Linked DNA regions of Sus scrofa: region 1 is linked to region 2. A link is a contact called in public targeted proximity ligation data. All regions are on one chromosome and are shown on one strand. The core of a region is the stretch at or near the end of the contact, and the rest is flanking DNA. Distances in the headings are between cores, read along the strand shown. Region 1 overlaps LOC110260018. Region 2 has its middle 81 kb from the start of EPCAM.

Evidence for each region.
Region 1: a targeted proximity ligation map of alveolar macrophages shows a contact between it and region 2. A contact is called at or near these places in 1 of 5 promoter capture datasets (liver), 2 of 47 Hi-C or Micro-C datasets (both in liver) and 2 of 2 datasets of targeted methods (alveolar macrophages and skeletal muscle).

What each region holds. Positions count from the first base shown.
Region 1 is chr3:93,353,653-93,359,246 of Sscrofa11.1, forward strand. LOC110260018 reads left to right here. Exons shown (of 3, transcript XM_021087545.1): 3 at 3,066-4,303. The coding sequence ends at 3,124. Among named protein-coding and RNA genes, the nearest start is that of CALM2, 15 kb to the right of the region's middle.
Region 2 is chr3:93,262,815-93,268,744 of Sscrofa11.1, forward strand. No RefSeq gene overlaps it. Among named protein-coding and RNA genes, the nearest start is that of EPCAM, 81 kb to the left of the region's middle.

The DNA of each region.
Region 1 (5,594 bases), core at 2,024-4,523, 92 kb after region 2:
GAGTTCCTGCTGTGGCTCAGTGGTTAACGAATTCGACCAAGAACGATGAAGTTGCACGTCCGATCCCTGGCCTTGTTCAGTGGATTAAGGATCCAGCGTTGCTGTGAGCTGTGGTGTAGGTCACAGAGGTGGCTCGATCTGGTGTTGCTGTGGCTCTGGCATAGGCCGGTGGCTACAGCTCCAATTGGAACCTCCATATGCCACAGAAGCGGTCCAAGAAATGGCAAAAAGCCAAAAAGCCAAAAAAAAAAAAAAAAAAAGACTAGAATTTTCCTTCAAAGCTGTGTATCTGATTGCTAAATATTAAATGAGTACCTTACTGGCCAATTTTACTCATTCCCCTACAGACATATTTCTAAATCATGAATCACTGTATACGTACAGGACAGTAGATGAGCTAAGTGGTGGTATCCATAGTGGATAGGATAATTCTGTGAATCCCTGAGTGAATTTTTACAGGTGGGTTATGGCAAAGAGTTCAGGAAACAGTGGGCTGGCTTCATGGGTGTGCCACCGGGGCAGTTACACAGGGCCTCACACTCAGAAGGACTCCATACTGGGGTCTTAATCTCACCATTCCTTATCTTAAAATTGTTAGTAAGTTCCCTTTGGTTTTGTTTCTGGAAGTAAAGTCTCATGGGACCATGGAGCAGGTACCCAGTGTTCTGCAGCCTTTACCCTCCTGTAGTCCTGTCTTCCTAGCCTGCCTGGGTTGGATTCTTGACTGCCTGTTCCCTACCCCCGGCAACCTCAGCCTCCACTGGCTTCCCCTTCCCCACCTCTGCCTTGTGATTTCTGTTACCCTCCACCTGGGGTGGTGACTAGGTCGCATGGATGGGGGGAGGCCTGCGTGCCACTATTGCCTTCTGCTCCCGGCAGGGGCCTGGACACTGGTGCATGTGTATGGGAAGGTTCTGGGTTGTTGTGCACTCATGACGTCTCATAGTAGGGCGAGGTAGCAGCAGTCTCTGCCCCTGGCTGGCAGTGCCACAGTGGGCAACCTCTGATCCAGATACCAAGTGCAGCCAGCATGGAGGCTGCAATCTCTCAGGGAGTCACCTGTTGACTGGTGGGGTAGGGCAGTGGGCCTGTGGGCAGGGGGAGATTGATTGGCTCACCCCTGGCCAGGGCCCTCCCTTTTCACTTTGCAGTGGATCCTGTTGGCAGGTGGTCAGCTTCAGAGGCTGTAGAGGTGGAAACAAGCTGATTTCTTTTCTTCTGGGTGTAAAGTCTATTAGTAAATAGATCAGAAGGAGAAAAACATAAGTTCCTGCCTTCACGGAGTTTCTAAACTAGTTGGAAAGGGATGAAATTGACATGGATGAAATAAGTTTTCATAAAGGATGTGGAGTTGGAGCACGGTCCAGAAGGTACAATTTAGGTTTGGAGGGGAGGGAATGAGCTCTAAAACATAGGGGAGCCAGTGCGACCTCAGAACGCATGCTGGCTTGCTTGATGTCTTTTGGTTCAAGGTCCCTCACTCACAGCATTCCAGGGGCAGGATATCCTGGTAAGAGGGGAAGAGGTGAGAACAGGCAGGGCTGATGTGGGCCACTGAGGGAGAGGCTTGACAGAACAGAAGGTGTGGGGTTTAGCTGGGAAGGCAGTTGCACAGAGCTGAATCGTGTACAGCAAAGGAGAGAAAATGGGTTGAGAGCCGCCCAGCCCAGTATACCGAGGCGCACACAGCAGGCTGCTACTACTCAACACAGCAGGCCACTCCTCGTTCTTCCTAGACCTGTGAAGAAAGAACAAAGGGAACTGACCTTGTGTTTCAGATGGAGCAAACTCAAGTTTCACAGTCAGCTCAGTGATGAGGGGGAAAAGCAAATATTCTCCGGTGAAGGTTGACTTAATTAGCCATTTTAATAATTCATGAGTCTTTAAAATGTTTGCCAGAAGATTCAGAGCTCAGATTCTGCTCCTGGTATTTAGCTCTGGGTTTTCTCGATCACAAATTGTGCTGCCTCATGGACCTGGAGCCTGGGAATTTGAGGTCTGGTTGGCAGACCGGGCACAGTTCTTAACCCTTTGGAGCTTAAAAATCTCTTTGAGAATCTGATGAAAGTTCTGCACCCTGGCCCTAGGAAAATTCTTATATATACAAATTTTACAGATTCCCCTGAGGTCTACCCTTGAACTCCATCTTAAGAATCTCTGATTTAGATGATCTCTAAGGATGCTAACATTCTCTTTTAACTTACCCACAAGCTACTCTGCCTATCTGTCACCTGGAAATGTGACTCTTTGGGCTTGCAGGCAAGCAGCCTCATGTGGCTGTTTTTGCAAAGTGAGAGGTGCATAATGCAATATCTGTTCATTAGGGTGAAGCAACGCTAATGCAGAAAAGAGAACTGAACGAATCAGAAGCCATGAGTCAGCTCCCTCCCCGCCACCTGCTAGCAGGCAGCCAGCTGAAGGGGGTGAGCTTCGGAGTCAGACGGCCTCAAATCCCAGCTCAGACATTTTCTGGCTGTGACGTGGGGGAGTGCCTTAACCTCTCTTAGCCTCAGTTTCCTCATTTGCAAAATGGGACCAATAAGATTTACCCTATTTCCTCCTGTTCTGAGGAGGAACTAAACCAGCCCTTTATAAACCAGCGCCTGGGCTGCGAGCTCTCAGGAAAGGGAGTTTGTCCCCCTGATTTCAGCCACAAGGATGAAGGTCGCTGTGAATTTGGGGACACTGTCTTCATAGAAGACTGGGAGAGAGGGCAGACTGAGGAGTGGCTGGGAACTGTCTGAACTCCTGCATGAGCGGTGCCTCTGCCCTCCGCTGCCCCTCAGAAGACTCCCCAAAGGGAGGCTGGGGAGGCGTCCGGGTAGCAGCCGTGGACTGGTCTGGAGCGGCTCCCGGTCTTGTCCCCTCCGCCACTGCTCAGGCATGTGGAGGCTGCAGGAAATGATGGGGGGAGATACTGGGCTTTTTCTGGCTGCAGGCCTGACTGCAGCAGAGGAGGAGGAGGAGAGAGAGCGAGAGAGAAGGGGCGGGGGTGGGGGGCGGTGGTGAGAGAGGGGCTGGCTTCTTTCTCCTGTTTCTGAGCAGACAGTCTGTGTGTGATTCAGGCACCCACCGTGAAGCTGGGGCTGGTCCTGGGGGACTGGCAGAGCCCGGCAGGATGTAGCTCCAGCTCTCAAGGACCTCGCAATGTTGACATGGAAATACGACCAGCCTGGGGAAGGGCCGCATTGCTGGATGCAGAACCTCCTGTCCAATACAGAGTCCGGGAAGGGCGGGGACAGTGAGGGCGGGATGATGGAAACAGGTTTATGCCGTGCCAGGCAATCGACAGGCACTGACTCTCACCCTGACGGTTACCCTCCAGCAGATTCGCTGTAACCCTTCACTGTGCAACGAGGAAACTGAAGCTCAGAGAGTCAGTTGCTCAATCAGAGACAGCTACGGTTATGTAGTGTCAGAGCATTCAAACCAGGGTTTCCTGCCTCTGAAATCCGTGCCCCCCCAACTCCCCAGCTAGGCTAGCTAGGCCTCCGGAGCTCTATCCCTGCAGCCTGCGAGGCCATTTGCTCTCCTGCTGCCCACAGTGCTATGCATGGAGTCCGGTCAGTAAATATTTGCCTTGTGATTGGGACGGGGAGAGTGCTCCTTTCTTGGCACCAGGCAGCTCTCGGCAGTTCACAGGCACTGTTTACCTTTCCTCCCACATTCCCCTGCGAGGAATCACCATCGCTCCCTTCCCTGCCCCACAAAGGAGGCAGAGGGGAGTGCTTGAGGTGCCTGGCTTTGACAGAGCCTGCTTCAGACCTGCCTTGTGCGGCCCCGGGTCTCCTTTGTCTTGTTTCAAGGAGCAACTTCTGCGCGGAAGTCCGAATTAAGAAAAACCTCACAGCCTTTACTAATGCCAACTTAGGAGGAATAAACATTTTGAGGCCTTCATAGACCCCGCCACCAAGAAAGACTGCGTGTGTTTGAGCTCCCGAGAGGGAAGGCACTTTGGATTTTCTGGCGAAGAGGCTTCCCAGAGACTGACAGCGGATCGGTGAGAAGTAGGTCTGCAGCCGGCAGCAGAGGGGAGGCTTCAGCCCAACTTGGGCCTCTGCCGAGCAGGAACCCTGTCGTCCTGGGGAATTTTCGGACCTGTCTCCTGACCTGATTTGCAGCCGGGGAGGTGAATGCATTACGCAAAGCTGGATGCCAAGCAGAGAGCAAAAGGAGACCCTCTCCATTCATTTCCAGCCATTGATTTGATGATGCTGATGAACTGTGATTTTTAAATGGAAAAGGCTTTGTCATCACGATTTTTCAATAAAACTCTAGCGCAGCTCTTTATTTCCTGACGAAAGCCCTAGGGATCCTTTTAACATGTCGGGTATGACATATTCCCCAGGGTCGACTTTTTATTTCATTGCCATTTTAAGGGTCTCAGAGCATGTGACTAGAATTCCCATCTAAATAATAGATTTCTGGATGGTAAAAAGCTTGTATAATTACTTACACTTAGTAAAGTCCCTTTGGATGGTAAAAAAACAGCATAATAATTTTTCTTGCTGTGACTTGACAATATGAATTGGTTTTGTATAAAGACCAGGAGCTCACTGGATTGAATTTAGGAGATTGGTAAAACAAATTTGACTTCAGTGGGTTTGAATGATGACAATGTAATAAACATATAAAGGCTAGGAAGCTAATTTATCATGGCTTTCAGTTTTATTTATTTGCAACTCGGTCATTGTTGGTATAAACAGTCTCTATTAAACATTATGGATTCAATTTCCAAATGACCCGTGAATGGCTTTCTACAGAGAGATTACTTGATTTGTTGTTTTCCTGAATAAAACATACTTTTTGCTCAGTAGGGTTATACAGCCCATATATTAGCCTTAGAAGATTATATGCTGCTGAGCCTGGCATCTCTGATGTGCAAGGTTTGATTTGTTCTCTGATCTATTTGTCTTCACTCTCTTTAATACACTGAGATGGAATGCATAACCTCTTAAGACCTGCACTTCAATGAATCATAAGAGAATGTCTGTCTGTGTGGCAGTTTATCATCTGAATGATAATTCTGGTTCCCTTTAAAAATGTTCAAGTGTCTGCTCTTCAAAATAGACCACAGTGAAAGGCATGAGAGCTGCTGTGGGTCACTGATGGGGAAGCATAATTGACCTCAGCTTTGGTTGCATGGTAACCGGCTCCCCGGGTATTAGATCACTGCATACCACAGAATTACCAACACGCTGCCCTCAAAGTCAGGGGGGCGATTTGGCATTTGCGATTCAGAAAGCTACAGAGAGCGAGCCTTGTAGAGAGAGGCAGCCTGTCAGGAGAGCTGGAGCCTCGGGGTAGGTGGCCCTCCAGAAGCCTGCCAGATTGTAAAAACCTGTTCCATTTCAGTCCTTTCACAAAAGGGTTGTAACTTTCACAGCCCAGTGCCCGCTGGACTAGCACACTGCACAAATGAAAACACTAAAAGGGGAGTTAGGATTTACATGAAGTATTTCAGGATGCTGAGACTGAGAGGATCTTGGGAGGCCATTTATTTTCATTGTTTCAAGGCCAGTTGACATATTTTAATGTATTAAAAGCTATTGTCTAAAGGGCTAGAAGGGAGTTCCCTTCGTGGCTCAGTGGTA
Region 2 (5,930 bases), core at 372-2,871:
TCTGGCGCTGCTGTGAGCTGAGGTGTGGGTCGCAGATGCAGCTCGGATCCCGTGTTGCTGTGGCTCTGGTGTAGGCCGGTGGCTGCAGCTCCGATTCGACCCCTAGCCTGGGAACCTCCATATGCCACCGGAGCAGCCCAAGAAATGGCAAAAAGACAAATAAATAAATAAATAAACAAAGAGAGACCTGCAGGAGGTGAGGGAGTGGGTCACGTAGCAATCTGGGGAACCAGCATTCCAGGGAGAGGAAATAGCCAAGTGTCAAAATGCAGGGTGAATAGGCAAGTGTCAAAAAGGGTGAGAGTGTGTCTGATGAGTTTAAGGGACAGCAGCAAAGAGGCCAATATGGCCGTAGTGGCAAGTGAGGGGAAGAGCTGTTAGGAGAGGAGCTCTGAGAAATTAGTAAGCAAAAAAAAAATTATATATATATACATATATACACACACACATATATGTCACAGGTGTGGCCCCGAAAAGCAAAAGAAAGAAAGAAAGAAAGAAAGAAAGAAAGAAAGAAAGAAAGAAAGAAAGAAAGAAAGAAAGAAAGAAAGAAAGAAATTAGTAAGCAGCGGGGCCCAGAGCACCTTGAACCTTCAAGCCAGGATGGAAGCTTCAGTTTTTACCCCAAGGGAGATGGGGAGCTATTGCAAGGATTTGAGAAGAGAGACCATCTAACTTAAATTTATGAGCATTCATGATCTTATGGGACTCCTGGCTACTCTCTGGAAAACAGACTGTCCATGGTGGATGCTCATGAAGGCCATATGTAACATGGGACCAGATGCAAATGGTCCTTGAGGACAGCATGAGCTTATCCTTGATTGGTCAGGAAATCGGCTCGTTTGTTCTCTTTAGATTATATTCTTCTTCTCCTTTAGAGAAGTGCCACAGCTGATGAGGGTTTTCTGGCCCTAATCATTGAATGAGCCTGGAGAAACCAGACAGAACTCATGGGAAATAAACCAAGAAGGTGGCCTGCTCAACTGAAAGATACCAACTTTGCCTGTAACCATATATACCCCTAAAAGTCAAGGCAGACTTCCTGGAGGAGGGGGCCTCAACTATCCAGCGATTAATAAAAGGCAAAGCATGGCAGGAGAAACTAGCCTTTCACAGTCCCAGCACTGCCGCAATACGACTGCTGGCTCTGAGTCACCTTCAGGATGGCCCTGGCAAATGAGCACTAATAAAAAGCTTGGCTGAGACAAGGAATCAACGACTTTGACTACCTCCTCCTTCCAAGACCCTCCCCAGGCATATCTGGTAAATCCTCAGCGTTAAACTATCCAATAAAAGTTGCGGATGTCAGCACTCCACCCCTCCAAAGAATGGAATCTCTAACGGTAGAATTTCAAGCACCTGGTAAGGCCAGCTCCTAACATTCTTTAGGCTAGGGCACTTCCGGGAGCGCCTCTATTTCTATGACAAAAAAGGCTCCGCTTCCCACCTTCTTTTTCCAGGAAGGAGCGCAGAGACTGCAGACACGCGGAGAGAGGCCTGAGCGGGCGGCGAGGTTCCCGGGGTGTGCCAGCCGCCCGCGGGGTCCGGGTCCCCGCACGCAGGGGCGGCGGCCGCGCGTGCAGCGGAGGCCGGCGCTCGGCAGGGGGCGCATAGGACCCGCTCGGCGCGCCGGAGTCTGGCCTCCCCCTCCTCCCTCGTGGTCGATTCCGCTCCCCATAGCCCACAGCCCCACCGCCCAAGCGCTCGCCCAGCCTCTGGGCGTGTGCAGGCGTCCTAGGGAAGCGCCTTCCCAGGCCATCCTTCAGCCATCCTCTGCTCCCTTCCCCCGCCGCCCAGCCCTGTTTCCGGTTGTACCACCCCCTCCATAGGCCAACCCCCTTTTCCCGCAATTCCTTCTTTTCCAGGTGTGGCCGGCGCGGGCGCGGAGGTCTGGCTAGGCTGTGACCGGAGGACTTGGGCCTGGGAGTAGAGGTTTTGTGGAAAGAAGCTGCAGGTGACAGATCAGAGCCAACTTCCCCCCACACCCGGTCCTCGCCCTTGACCCGCTTGGCCCCAAATCTTGGGGCTGGGCGCTTGAGCCAAGAGTAGTGTCCTGGGCCTGGGAAAGGAGGGAAGGTGTCTGTTCTCTTTACCTGTTTGTCTGTGCGGGGCCTGGTTGGGACCAGTCAATATTTGAATGAATGAAAAAGAAAGAAATGGATTTTGTTATTCTTACCAGTTATTTTTATTATGCTATATAAAATATTTAATGGTATATAAGGCTTTCTTCTTTATAAATTTTAGTTGCATAATACACACAATTTTAATATAATGCTAATTTTTAAAGAAAAATTGAAATGTAATAGATAATACTAAATAATAAACATGAAAGCCATACAAAATGGGATAAAGTATAGAATAAATTTCCTATTTGTCTCAGCATATTTTCCATTCCACTTCTCCATAGGGAGTCACTTAATATGTTTCTTAAGATCCATGATATAATAATCAGTGTGAATGTAATTGTTTAAATATATGTATTTTATTCTGTAAAAAAAAAAAAAAAAAGAAAAAAAGAAAGAAAGAAAGAAAGAAATGGAAAGTCAGTCTCTCTGCCCAAGACTTGGCTCTGGCTGGCTCTGGGCTGGCACATGACCTCTCAGCAAGATTGACCACTTACCTTGTTCCTTACCTGTCTGTCTCCCCAAGACTATCTTTCCACACCTCACAGCATTCATTTCACCTCCCTTTGCTGCTCAAATACCCTCACTAGCCTCTGATCCAAATTTCTTCTCCTCTTGAATTCAAAGCTTCTACAGTCTTGCCACACAACATACTTAGGATGCATGTATGCGCTTCTGCTTGAATCTGCTCTCCAGCTACACTAAATCTACTCATGTTTTTCTGAACCTAACTTGACCTGGTTTTCCTCTTAGGAGTGGCCCTTCCCCTTTGCCCCTATGGCAACACCATTTCCATTGCCTCCAAATCTTTCTCTTCCTTCAGGGTCCTGCCTCAAACTCTATTCCTTTCGTTCACGAAGCAGTCCCTCACTTTTTCAGCCCAGAGTAAGTTTTCTCAGCTCTGTCCTCCTATATAGGATACACTCCTTGGCCCTTTTTTGATACCAGTTATCTGTGGTGCTTTGTCATATAGTAGTTATGTACCTATCCTTTCTCTCCCACTAAATTGTAAACTTTTGGGAGTTCCCATTGTGGCTCAGTGGAAACGAATCCATGAGGATTCAGGTTCGATCCCTGGCCTCGCTCAGTGGGTTAAGGATCCGCCATTGCTGTGAGCTGTGGTGTAGGTCACAGAAGCTGCTTGGATCTGGCGTGGCTGTGGGTATGGTGTAGGCTGATGGCTATAGCTCCGAGTGGACCCCTAGACTGGAAACCTCTATCTGCCACAGGTGCAGCCCTAAAAAGACAGAAAAAAAAAATGTAAACTTTTGGAAGACAGGGTCCAAATCTTATTTATCTTTCTCCTGCTTCATTTCATTGCACATTTATTGAGCATCTATCACATACCAGGCATAGAGTTTAGCACATATGATCCCCAAATAGTCTAGGACACAATCCCCCCCAATGAAGTTGGGGAGAAAAAAAGACATATGGGGCTTGAGAAAAAGTAGAGGGTGTGGCTCTGTCATGGAGCACTCACTAGGAAAGTCCCAAATGACTTTCTTTGGGAGCACTCAGCATCCTGGATTAGGAATTAGTCTCATTCTTTAAGGGTGTGTCTGCCCATTCATGCAGCCACTCACTCACCTGTTCCCTCATCATTCATTCATTCATTTGATAAGTACTTCTTGAGTCCTCACTTCATCCAGGTGACTCATAGGACTGGTCATACATACTATAGCTCCAGAGCTGGCTGGCTGTCTGGTGTGTGTGTGTGTGTGTGTGTGTTTGTGTGTTGTTGTTGAGGAGGACTAGGAGCTTGGGAAACTTTTGGTGTGAGTGGTTCCTTCGTCAGTTCCTGTTTAGAGGTACACGTCCCTGCTGGAAATGGTCTTGGGAAAGACTGGGTGAGTGGGGTAAGAGCAGGAAAACCTGGGATTTCATGGAGGGAAGGAGGATTTTCAGCCTTTAAGACTTTGCTTTATAGGTCACTTCAGGGTAGCGCTCCACCCTCACTGCTGTGTCCTTCCTCCACGATCATTTGAGGTTTTCCAAACAGCCCTCTGAGGTTATGTCCATTTGCCAGATGGAAAAAGTGAGGCTAGGACATTTAAGTTTCCTTCAAAGTCACTGGGTTCTGGACAGGTTATCCTGATCTCCTCAGCTTTATTGTAGGGGCTGTGTCCTGACACTGGGACCATATATGCTAGACTTCACACCTGAGATGTAGTAAATTTTTTTTTTTTTTTTTTTGTCTTTTCTAGGGCTGCACCAGTGGCACATGGAGGTTCCCAGGCTAGGGGTCTAATTGGAGCTGTAACTGCTGGCCTACGCCAGAGCCACTGCAATGAGGGATCCAAGCCACATCTTCAACCTACACCACAGCTCACGGCAACACCGGATCCTTGACCCACTGAGTGAGGCCAGGGATGGAACCTGCAACCTCATGGTTCCTAGTCGGATTCGTTAACCACTGAGCCACAACAGGAGCTCCAAAATGTTTAACCTGCTCCACTGCAGGCACACCCTCCCTTCTTGAGGAGCCAGTCAGAGAAGAAAAGTTTCTGGCTCCCCATAATGAAGGAGCCAGGTCCTTAGAATAGAACATTTAAGTTTGTTTTATTTATTTATTTATTTATTGGTTTGTTTTTATTTTAGGGCCCCACTCACAGAATATGGAAGTTCCCAGGCTAGGGGTCGAGACAGAGCTAGAGCTGCTGGCCTATGCCATGGCCCCAGCAACATGAGATCCGAGCCACATCTGCGACCTACATGACAGCTCACAGCAATGCTGGATCCTTAACCCACTGAGCAAGGCCAAGGATAAAAACGGATAATATTCAGATTCATTTCTGCTGCGCCACAACGGGAATTCCAAGAACATTTAAATTTTAGATCAAATTTATAGCCCCTGCCATATCTGGCTACTAACAGCTCTCCATTTCTCATTCAGAAGTTCAGTGCTAACTAGTCACTGAATCATAACTTGAGGTGACTTCCAAACTCTGATATTTTTTTCTCTTTTGGCCATGCCCTTGGCATATACTAGTTCTCCCAGCCAGAGATTGAACTGGTGCTACAGCAGGGAACTGAGCCGCTGCAGTGACAACACTAGATGCTTAATCTGCTGTGCCATAGGGGAATCCCACCTAATTCTAATTTTAATACCCAACTTCTAACCACTTGTCTAAATCATTCATTCTTTAATTTTTTTTTTTTTTTTTTTTTTTTTTTAGGGCCACATCTGCTGCATATGGAGGGTCCCAGGCTAGGGGTCTGATTAGAGCTAGAGCTGCCAGCCTACACTACAGCCACAGCAACACAGATCTGAGCTGTGTCTTCGACCTACACCACAGCTCACAGCAACACTGGAACCTTAACCCACTGAGCGAGGCCAAGGATTGAACCGCAACCCCATGGTTCCTAGTCGGATTCGTTTCTGCTGCACCACGGACGGGAACTCCTCATTCCTTAATTCTAACTGGAATACATCCCTCCACCTGTAGGGGCAATTCAATCCTTCCTAAATCCTCACTGAGAGGCCAATGCTATTTTTAATATCCTTTTGTATAATCTGCAGTGGGTCAAAGCCACTGGCCTAGTATCCTGGAGCAAGAAGGTCTGAAATGAGGGTGCAAGCAGCCCGGGAGGGGCTGGTTACATCATGAATTTGTCTGTTATGGAAGTGCCCTTTTCCTCCCCGGGTACCCAGGCCTTAATGTTGTCCCAGGCCATCTTCAAATTAGGGTGTTAAACCTTCTAGAGATTTCTGAGAGTCCAAAAACAGGTAAATTTAACCAGGAGATGAAGCATTAGTGGAGGATTCGAGCCACTCAGGCATTCGTTCATTCGACAAACATTGTATGA